2 separate regions of the Sus scrofa genome follow, and region 1 is linked to region 2. Evidence: chromatin contacts called from public HiChIP or PLAC-seq data. All regions are on one chromosome and are shown on one strand. Each heading gives the region's core, a stretch centred on a gene start, on an enhancer-like site or on the middle of the called end of the contact. The rest is flanking DNA. Distances are from core to core; before and after follow the strand shown. Region 1 overlaps LOC110262000 (a long non-coding RNA gene). Region 2 has its middle 16 kb from the start of TLE3.

What was found. HiChIP or PLAC-seq counts read pairs in DNA pulled down with a chosen protein or histone mark.
Region 1: an H3K27ac HiChIP or PLAC-seq map of alveolar macrophages shows a contact between it and region 2. The contact joins two enhancer-like sites. A contact is called at or near these places in 3 of 47 Hi-C or Micro-C datasets (alveolar macrophages, embryonic fibroblasts and mesenchymal stem cells) and 1 of 2 datasets of contacts at active chromatin or transcription factors (alveolar macrophages).

What each region holds. Positions count from the first base shown.
Region 1 is chr1:168,217,630-168,222,875 of Sscrofa11.1, forward strand. All of the region lies in intron 1 of LOC110262000 (a long non-coding RNA gene), which reads right to left. Among named protein-coding and RNA genes, the nearest start is that of UACA, 230 kb to the right of the region's middle. Within about 2 kb of position 2,827, at least 35 of the 83 cell types and tissues checked have an H3K27ac peak or open chromatin away from gene starts, as enhancers often do. A contact at or near this core is called in alveolar macrophages, where this site is marked.
Region 2 is chr1:167,869,092-167,874,300 of Sscrofa11.1, forward strand. No RefSeq gene overlaps it. Among named protein-coding and RNA genes, the nearest start is that of TLE3, 16 kb to the left of the region's middle. Within about 2 kb of position 1,755, at least 40 of the 83 cell types and tissues checked have an H3K27ac peak or open chromatin away from gene starts, as enhancers often do. A contact at or near this core is called in alveolar macrophages, where this site is marked.

The DNA.
Region 1 (5,246 bases), core at 1,577-4,076, 350 kb after region 2:
GGACCTTACGGCAATCAGATGGGACACAGCTGACCTTACAGCTTGAGATGGGACATGGAGGCCACATGGACTAGTGATGAAGATGGGAGAGGGGTGGATGGGGAAGTTGAAGAAGATGTTGAAGAAGTAAAATTGGTGGGGCCTGGTAAAGGATTTAAAATGAAAGTGTGAGGGTGAGAGAGAAAAGAGCCAAGGATGACTCTTGGGTTTCTAGATTGTACAAGAAGGTGGACAGGGTTGCCATTTTGTGAGATGAGGAACCCCAGAAATAGGACCAGTTTTAGGGACCAGCAGTGGAGGAAGGAGGGTCATGGTTTTGATATTCAACATATTAAAGGTGCAATGACATTGGAATACTCTTGAGAAAATGTCCGGCAGACTAATATTGATACATGAGTGTGGCACTCGAAAGGGGAATCTGACAAAAGTTGCAAAGTAATTCAAGCCAAGCAGGTGGGTGGGATGTGCTGAGAAAAGAGTTCAGTGAGGAGAAAGTGGTCCACACCCTGAGAAACCCAAAATGTAAGGCCAGGTAAGGGAGGCGAAGGTTGCAAGAGAGCAGGGAAGCAGTGACCCCAGGGGCTGGAAGAAAATCAGGTAAGTGTTGTGTCCAAGAGACACGTATTAAGAAGGAAAGGGCAGTGCCGCATGCAAGGTCAAAGGAGATGAGGACTGATCTCCATAGCAACGTGGAGATCACTGGTGCCTTAGCAAGAGCTATTCGGGGAAGACTGGTTGGGCTGGAAACTGCTTCAAGAAAAATGTGCTCACCATCTACTCCCTACCAGGCTCTGCGCTAGACACCAGGTACATGGTGGCACCCAGTAGAGATGCTCACCACGTCTTTCTGGCTCCCCAGTTGCCAGGGACATGATGGATTCCTGCTAGTGGGTGAAGCCATGTGAACTAGTTCTGGACATTGGGGTTGTGAGCAGAATGAATGGAAGTCACTTCCAGGCTGAGCAGGGAGGAGATGTTCCAGGGCTTTCTCTTCATTCTGCTGTGAGACTGGCAGGATTCAAGATGGTGGCTGCTCTCTCAGTTGGAGCCCCAAGGTGGTGTCATGATGAGCGCACCCTCCCTGCCATCTTCCCTTGGCATTACCTGGATCCTCTGCTATGGTGGCTTGTATTCTGCTCAATCTCGTCTGCTGATATTCCCCAACCAGTTGTATGAAAAATAAATAAATAAGCTTTCCCCATTGATTGAGATTTGACCTCAGAGCCAAGAAGAGTTCAGGGCACCCAGCAAGCCACAGCCCTTGAATTGGGAAGTCCTGCTGGAGCAGGACTAGGCATAAGGTGACCAGGGGTGGGGGAGGGTAAGAGACAGGAAGCAAGATGAAAACAAGAGGCAGCAAGAAGAAAGATTGTTGACCAAACTAACAGGGAGCTTTCACACTGAAATATGCTTTCTCTGGTCGAGAAAGGAATCGTTCTCTTAAAAGATAGGGAATTTTTAAGGATGAGACTTTATTGTCACCCAGACCTGGGTTCAATCTCATCTCTTTCGTTTATTTCCTCTATGGCGTTAGACAACGATGAACGATGTCTCTACCTCACCTGCTCTCCTGGTCCCACCACTTTCCTCCTCAGACTCTTCCCATTGTTCCACAGCTCCTAAGTGAAGCTGGAAAATATGTGACATGTGGGTTGTCACTCCCAGCTCCCCAGCCTATGGATGACATCACCAACTAAACCCAGCACTCTTCCCTAATAAACCAGATGCAGCCTCAGAATCCTTCTTAATACAGTACTCCAAGCAGCCACCACCAATTCATCACAGTTAGTTTTCAAGATGAAATGTTCTTGCTACCTTTAGGCCTCTAAATGTCCTCAAATGTCACAATGCAGGTCTATTTGTTGTTCCTACCTTACCTCCCAGAAATCTGCCTTATAAGCTCATTTTCTACTGCAGTCATATTGAGTTAGTGAGCATTCCCTAAACAGACCAAGTTATCTTATCCCTCTTTCCTCTTGCACATGATGCATTGTCCATCCCACCCCACTCTCCACCCACTCCCAACCTTGTCCTCCTGGGGACACCTCTTAGGTTTCAGTTCAAGTGTTCTTCCCAGGTCATGAACCCTGAACCCTGTGCATATTTCTGGTAAAGTACCACACACCTACAAGGTCAAGGCTGGCCATAACCTTGAACTGCATGGCCAGCCAAGCAGCCCCAAGAGGTGAAGAGGCTTGGCATGAGATGGCTCAAGTGCCGAGCCACAGAGTGCTTGTGGATCTGGCCGTACCTCCCAGCTCTCCAGTCCAGGGACTCTGGAACCCCAGGCAACAGGGCCTTAATAACCAAACCTCCATAGCTATAGGCTATGAAGTAGAGAGAGGAAAGAAACTGGTCTTGAGGTTGTGAGCCCTCAGCCCATGGCCATGACATGTCAGCTGAGGGGGAAGCAAGCCATGGAGTTCAAAATAGAGAAAGAGGAGGAAATGAAACCAACTCAGCTCCCTGGCTCCCCCCACACCGCTGCAGTGCATTAGAGGATGAATCAGCTCGTGCTCTTCATTTCTTCCCTCTTGGAGGTAGTGGTGGGGCTGGGGGGGGAGCAAGGTATATGGTTCCTCATGTGGTTGCGGTCAAGGTCGCTGGACACTTGCTTCAGCCCCCTCCCCAGCCTGTGAGAATGAGTTCCGCATCCTCTCACGCCTACCCCTCCCCACCCAGGCAACGCCCTCCTGGCTTTTGCTTCCCTCTCCCAAGTCCAAGTCAAAGCACTGTCAGCCCCAGCCCCCACCCCTCTGGCCCAGCCAGCCCTGAGCAGAATACAGGGCACAGTCTGAAACCACATCTTGCAACGTGATTCACTCCATCTGTGGAAAGTCTGATGCAATTGTGGGTAAGGAGTCATTTCTGCTGATGAGGAAACCACAGCAACCCAGTGGGGGTGAAAGGGCAATCCATCAGGGCCACTGGGACCCACCCCCAGAAAGGGAACAGCCATGGGACAGCCCTCAGGCTCCCCAGAGCACCCCAGCCACACCACAGCTAGGGGCCAAAGAACAGAACCCCGGTTGGTACATGGCTGCCCACTTACTGAGACACAGCGGGGCTGAGGCTGCGGGGGAAGGGAGGGCCACTGGGCCCAGTTCAAAGACACCAACTCTTTCAGGGCACCCTGGGATGACCTGCCTTTCTCCCTGCACAATAAAAGGTGAACATATGAGGTTCCTGGAGGAGGCCAGGCGACTGTGATAGGAAAAGCCTGTCTCTGAGACCTGGGTCTGGTGCCTGAACCAAAAATCGGAACCACCTGCTGCTCACCACCCTGCTCTGGAAACATCTGTCTCCTCGAGTGAATGAGCTCCCACAGCCAGAGCAGGTGCCCAGGAAACATACTGAACTGAATCTGAAGTCCCAGAGCCCTGACCGCCCGCACGCTATGACCCGGCTCCTCCACACGCCTGCTTTGGGTGCCTGATCTGCTGCCCATTTCCGGGGACCACAAAGCCCGGCTCAGACACCTGCCAGTGAGCCCTGAGCTTGTCCCCCTGGCTGTCATGGATCAAGCCAGTGACCTCCCCTCTCTGGGCTACAGCACCCAGACCTCCTCACAGCTTTGTGCTTGCTTCCAGGACTTGGCATGGGATCATGGGGTATCCTGTGACAGCCCTCGTTTTGGGTCCTTTTTCTGTTTTTGTATCATGTCTCCACCTTCAACACAAGCCGTTCCAGTCATTCCATCTAGAGACGCCAGCCCTGCTGGAAAGCAGCAGCTCAACGCCCTAGATCTTGACACCCCTCCTGCAAGAGAGGCCTTATTATCCTCCTCTACTGGAGAAGAAACCAGGGCTCAGAGGGCAATAAAACCCACAAGGATATTAGCAAGAGATGACATGGGGGAACCCAAACTGTCTTCAAACTCCCTGCCTAGAATTCTCTCCAGACCCCAACCACCTAACCCAGTTCCTCCATGGTGTCTCCTGATGAGGGCCAAAGAGATGAGGAGCCCTCTAGGAAGTGCCAAGGAGAAAGTAAATACAAGAAAGAACGGTTGGTTCACCATTCAGATCTGCAAGTCCCAGACCTGCAGCTCCAGGAGCCATGTGAAACAAGTGCCCCGTGACACAAGTGCCAAGGCCCCATCCTCACTGCCTGTACCTCTCAGGCTGGAGGGCCCCATGCACCATACAAGATTGACCCCTGGTGGACATAACCTTGAACTGCATGGCCAGCCAAGCAGCCCCAAGAGGTCAAGAGGCTTGGCATGAGACCATCCAAGTGCTAAGCAGCAGAGTGCTTGTGGTTCTGGCCATACCTCCCAGCTCTCCAATCCAGGGACCCTGGACCCCAGGCAGCAGGGCCTTAATAACTAAACCTCTCATGTGGCCACAATGTGTGCTCATGAGTCATGAATCTTACTGTAAGCTGGAAGGCAGGTAGTCTTAGTTCCTTTCTATGGATGGATAAACTGAGGCCACAGCAGTGGAAGAAACTCCCTAACTCCAGTCAGGGGACCAATAACAGATCTTACACTTGAACTCGAATTTTCTGATTTAAAAGGCCACCCCCTCCAATTTTCCTAAAATTTCCACCATCTGGGTCACTCAAGGCAGGAAAGAGGTGAGGGAACATGGCCTCTAGGACCCCCCACCTACACCAAATAGATTTATTTTAAAATAAAATAAATGGGAGTTCCCGTTGTGGCACAGCAGAAACGAATCCGACTAGGAACCATGAGGTTGTGGGTTCGATCCCTGGCCTCACTCAGTGGATTAAGGGTCCAGCATTGCCATGAGCTGTGGTGTAGGTTGCAGATGCAGCTCAGATCTGGCATTGCTGTGGCTGTGGTGTAGGCCGGCAGCTGTAGCTCTGATTAGACCCCTAGCCTGGGAACCTCCATTTGCCATGGGTGTGGCCCTAAGACGCAAAATAAACAAATAAATAAATAAATAAATGTCTCGAAAATAAATTCATCTGTTTGAAATTAAAGAATTTACCTTAAATAAGTGTACGTAAATATATTTATGTAAAATAAATACTTGCAGGATAGCTTTCTTCTCCCTTCTGCTAATAGCCCATAAGCATTAGGACAGTTGATCTGATAAGCATCAGGTCCAAAGGGGGTAGACAAGACTAGGCTTGCCAGCTTTAGCAAATAAAAATACAGAAGCTCAGGCACATTTTAACTTCACATAAATAATGAATGCATTATTTGGGATATATTATGCTAAAAAGGTAGATTCACACAGGGTTGCATGGCAAAGGTGGCAGGAAGTGGCAGATCCTGG
Region 2 (5,209 bases), core at 505-3,004:
CTGACACTGAGAGCCCTCCTCCATCCACACCCTGCAAACTGGAACATTCTCCACTTTCCTGTTGTCAGATTCAGCAAATAAAAATGCAGGAAACCCACTTAAATTTGAATTTCAGTTAAACAAAGAACACTTTTCAAAGTATAAGTATATCCCAAATATGGCATGGGATATACTTACTTACGAAAAAGAAATCCTTCCTTTATCTGAAAGTCAAATTTAACTGGGCTTCCTGTATTTGATCTGGCAACCCTGCTCCATCTCTGAGTCCTTTCTTGGGCAAATCTGACCCATAACAAAGCCCATGAAGTGGTATGTTATTGTGCCTTTTTAGAAACAAAACTGAGCCTGAAAGGAGTCACAGTCACATCCCTGACCCTGGTTATTACCGGAGGGTGAAACCACAAAAGCAGGGGCCCTGGGAGCTGGAGCCGATGAATCTGTGGCATGGGGGTGCAGAAGCTCCTCAGCCCCGCCTCCAACTGGGCCAAGCTCTGGAGGTGATGGTTCCTCCCCGGGTTTTCCAGCAAGCCTCCCCGGGCAGAGCTGAACAACCCGGGAAGAACATTTTAATCAGCCGCCCTGTCTCTGCCTCTCTTGGCCTTTGCTTTCATTGTCAGAGTCTGTGTCAATAGCTGGAAATCCAGGCAGCAGCACAAGCTGACTGCCCGCTCCTTCCTAAGTAGAAATCTCACAAAGGGCAGGGCTCCCCTCTTTACAAGGAAAACAAACAGGTCTCCAGGCTCCCAGGGGGTGGGGGTGGGCTTGGGGGAGGGGCTGTGGGCAGGCAGCTGGCTCAGCCCTGCCCAGGTTCTAACCCTTTCCAGCTTCTGGCAGGTCAGACTGTGGGGAGGGCAAGCTTGCAGATCGCCCCTCTCCTGGAGGGTGAGGCTGGCTCGCTCACCTGGGCCCTGGCAATTCCACTCCATCCCTTCTCAGGAGCCAGCAGGACCTCTAAAGCAAATCGGATCTGCCACTCCCCTGCTCTCGAAACCACCCCGACCCCCACCCCATTAGCCTCTGGGTTTGCCTGTGTTCCCTCTGCTGGAATGCTCTTTCTTTTCCATTTGAGCTCATGGAATCCCACCTGCTTTTCAAGGCCCTTTCTTCACTGCCCTCTACCCTTGGTCAGAATGAGTCGCTCCCCTCTGGGCTCCATGGCATCCTTATTTGTGTCTGATGCCCTCACCCCAGGGTGCCCTGCCCTGTGGTTAGCTGGGCCTGTGTGGGTCTCTGCCTCCAGGCTGTGGGCATCACCTGACCTTTGCCCAGCGATGTCCGGTGCATGAGGTCGTTTTCCCATTCCTGCTCCCTTGCAGCTCTCTTGGATAGATACCACAGTCCCCATTCGAAAGATGGCCCACTAGAGGCCTAGAAGGTTTCCTGGAGTGCCCGTGGCCTGCTAGCTAATAACTGCAGAACGGGGCTCAACTACCCAGATCTCTTGGTCAGATGCCAGTGCTATTTCCCCCAAAGGCTGGACTTGTGATCTTATATGCAAACCACACCTAGCCCTGTGGGTAATCACGCAGTAGGGGCTCGTTAAATGCTGAATTAAATGCAGCGAAGCAGAGATTTTGCAGACATATCAAGGAGGGGGGCATTTGGAGGTGTCTCGTGGCTTCCAATAACGCTGAGAGAAGCCGCTTCCTCTGCTCTTTCTCCCCACACCCCTGCCTGCCCAGCTCCCAGTAGACTGTGGGGTGGCTAGGGCAGGAGTTCCACTTCCCGTTCTGCACCCTTCCTCTTTAACTGGAATGTGGGGCCGGGTGACTGGGAGGTGAGCCTCTGGGGCGTGGCGTAGGAAGCTACCATCACCATGCCATGGATGGTAACGCCAAGCGGAACTGGGACTGGGGCCCTTGCGGGCCAGGGAAGGGGTGTGTGCAGGTGCTTTCCACTTCTGGGGTGGCCCCAGCATCACCAGCCTACCTGGGAAAGAAGCAGACCTGGAATCTCCCACCTCCCACGGACCATTCGCAAGGCTGCCTTTGAGGATAGGGCCTGGGGGATTTTCCCCCAAACAAAAGCTCCATCAGGACATCAATCATGAGGGTGCCCCCTTCCAAGTAGATCCCAAGGCCCACCTCTTGGGACCCCGTCCACTGCCATCTCTGCCTCTTCCGGGCTCAGGTGGAGTCAGGGGTGCAGGAGGAGGGAAGGTGTACCAGGCAAAAGAGCAGTGTGGATCAAGTCCTAGAGGCTCAAGGAAGAGTAGGAGCAGATGGTGCCTTAGCTGAGGACATGGGTGGAGGCTGTGGGCGAGGCTGCAGAGGCAGAAGAGGTAGGATGCCGGGAGCCTGGCATGCCATGCCAGGGAGTTTGGGAGTCCTCCTGAGGACAGATGGAAGCCACGGGATGCCCATCACGGGGGAGGGGCCATGATTTGGTTGACAATTTAGAATGATCCCTCTAGAAGCCACAGAAGGATGGGCAGAGGGAGGGAGGAGAGCAAGACAGCGGCAGTCCAGCCCAGGACTGATTTTTCTGGGGCCACTCAAAGTAGAGGGAAGAATTGGCTGGTGGGGTCTGGCCTCACAGAGCATAAATCCTTGGAAAGTGGCTTATCTGAGCTCACACACCTGGGAGACTTTGGGCAAGTCACTTAACCTCTCAGAGTCTCGATTTGTTCTTCTGTGAGGATACCTAGCTCCCAGGGAGATCCCGAAGTTGAAAAAAAAGGTGATAACATCTGAGAGGGTCCGGGGGCACATAGGGATATGACTGTACTTGACTGGGGGAGACCGAAGATGAAAACGGCATAGTCTACAATTGCCCGGTTTGGAACAAGGACTCTGGGGCCGGTGCTGCTGGGTTTGAACACTGGCTCCACTACTTAGTGGTATGCAGTTTGGGTCTAGCCACTTCCTTTCTCTGAGCTTCCTCTTTAGCTTCTGCATAATGGGTATGATAATATCTGCCCCACAAGGGTCTGTGGCAGGGTCATATGAGATGATTGTCAGTTCTTGGGACACTTCAAGCATTCCAAAGATGGGAACGGTTGTCACCGTCATCAGTACTATCGTCATCCTGAGGGAACTAGAATCAAAAATATTTTTTCTTTTGATATTCGTTATCAACATGCTGTATAGGCAGCAAATAATTATTTTAATAACGAAAAGTTAACTCATCAAGAAAATGAGAAGACAAGCCATAGACTGGGAGACAATATTTGTGAAACACATATCTGATAAAGGAATGTTACCCAAAATAGACAATTCTTTGTTGTTGTTGTTGTTTTGTTTTGTCTTTTTACGGCTGCACCCACGGCATTTGGAGGTTGCCAGGCTAGAGGTCTAATTGGAGCTGTTGCTGCTGGACTGCACCACAGCCACAGTAATGCCAGATCAGAGCCCTGTTTTTGACCTACACCACAGCTCATAGCAATGCCGGGTCCTTAGCCCACTGAGCGAGGCCAGGGATCGAACCCACAACCTCATGGTTCCTAGTTGGATTTGTTTCCGCTGCACCAAGACAAGGAACTCCCCAAAATAGACAAAGAATTCTGAAAACTCAACAGTAAGTAAATTAACAACCTTATTTAAAAATGGACAAAAGGGAGTTCCCCGGTGGCTTGGCAGGTTCAGCATCCAAGGTTGTCACTGCTGTGGCTCAGGCACAGCCAAAAAGAAAAAAAAAGAAACAGAAAAACAGAAAAAGGTCTGAACCATTTCACCAAAGAAGATATTCAAATGGCAAGTAAGCATATAAAAAGATGCTCCACATCATATGTTATTAGGGAAATGCAAATTAAGATAACAGTAAGACAACTATATGCCTATTAAGAATGCCCAAAATACAAACACTGGCAGAAGCAAATACTGGGGAGGAGGAGGAACAGGAATTCTCATTCACTGCTGATGAGAATGCAAAATGGTACAGCCACTTTGGAAAACTGAACATATTCTTAACATACAGTCCAGCAATTGAACTCCATGTTATTTACCCAAAGGAGATGAAAACTTACGTCTACCCAAACACCTGCACACAGGTGTTTCTAGCAGCCTTATTCATCCTTGCCAAAACTTGGAAGCCACCGAGATGTCCTTCAGGGAGTAAATGCATAAAGAAACTCTGAGACATCCAGACCATGGGATATTTTTCAGCACTAAAAAGAAATGAGCTACGAAGCCAGGAAAAGACATGGAGGAACTTTACATACTTGTTACTAAGTGAAAGAAGCCAATCTGAAAAGGCTACATACGATGTGATTCCAAATATATGATATTCTAGGAAAGGCAGAACTACAGAGACAGTAAAAAGATCAGCAGTTACCAGGGGTGGGGGATGAATGGGTGGAACACAGGATTTTTAGGGCAGATTCAGACAGGGAAAATTCGGACGGCCTAGGTGCAGGGTGAAAGGTGGGAATGGAAGTGAAGGTTCCCTGTCCTCAAGGCCCCACCCCTCGATCCTGCCCTTTCCAAGCCTCCTCCTCCTTCTCCTTCCTGTGAGTGGCTGATCCTCCTGGGTACCTGCAGCTGGAGCAGCTCTCTCCCTCCTGCCATCACTGGTCCCCCTCTGCCTTGCTCCAGCTTTCTCCAAAATGGAAATGGAGACATGCCTCACATCCGAGAGCTCTCGGGGCCAGACCTCTGGAGGGGCACAAGTGGGGTCTCTACCTTACCTTTCCACCCTGCCCCCCAAGCCTGGCTGCCCTGGCAGAAAGATGCTGAACACACGGGTTGTATACGACCTGGTCTTGTCAATGACAGGAAGACAGAGGTGCTTCCAGGGGTGCCCCATCCATGGTTACAGAGTACCTGCTCCTTTTACCAGATGCAAAGCTCCTGTGAGGAGCTAATTATTTAATCCTCTCTTTGTTACTTAACACCAGGGAACTCTGGGCCCAGGATATAACCTGGCAGAGCTCTGAGGGGGATGGGACATGATATAGAGACCTGTGGTCACAATCCACACATGCCACACGATGGCTAAAGCCCACACCCCCTCCAAGGCCAGCAACCTCCTTGGGTTCCCCAGCTGGGCTCTGCTTCTTTCAACCAGCTGAGTACCTGCCTGCCCGCGGCCCGCACAGACCAGGCACAGGCTAGAGCCAGCCCTCCCTGGCTTGTGATTGCCCACCTCTTGCCATGAGAAGAGTACATCATGGAAATCTGCAAATGCCACCAGTCAACTGCCCTTCCCATTTAGCGTCATCATCATCACTGTTATTATTAGTCTGTTATTAGAAATGTACCAGCACACACTA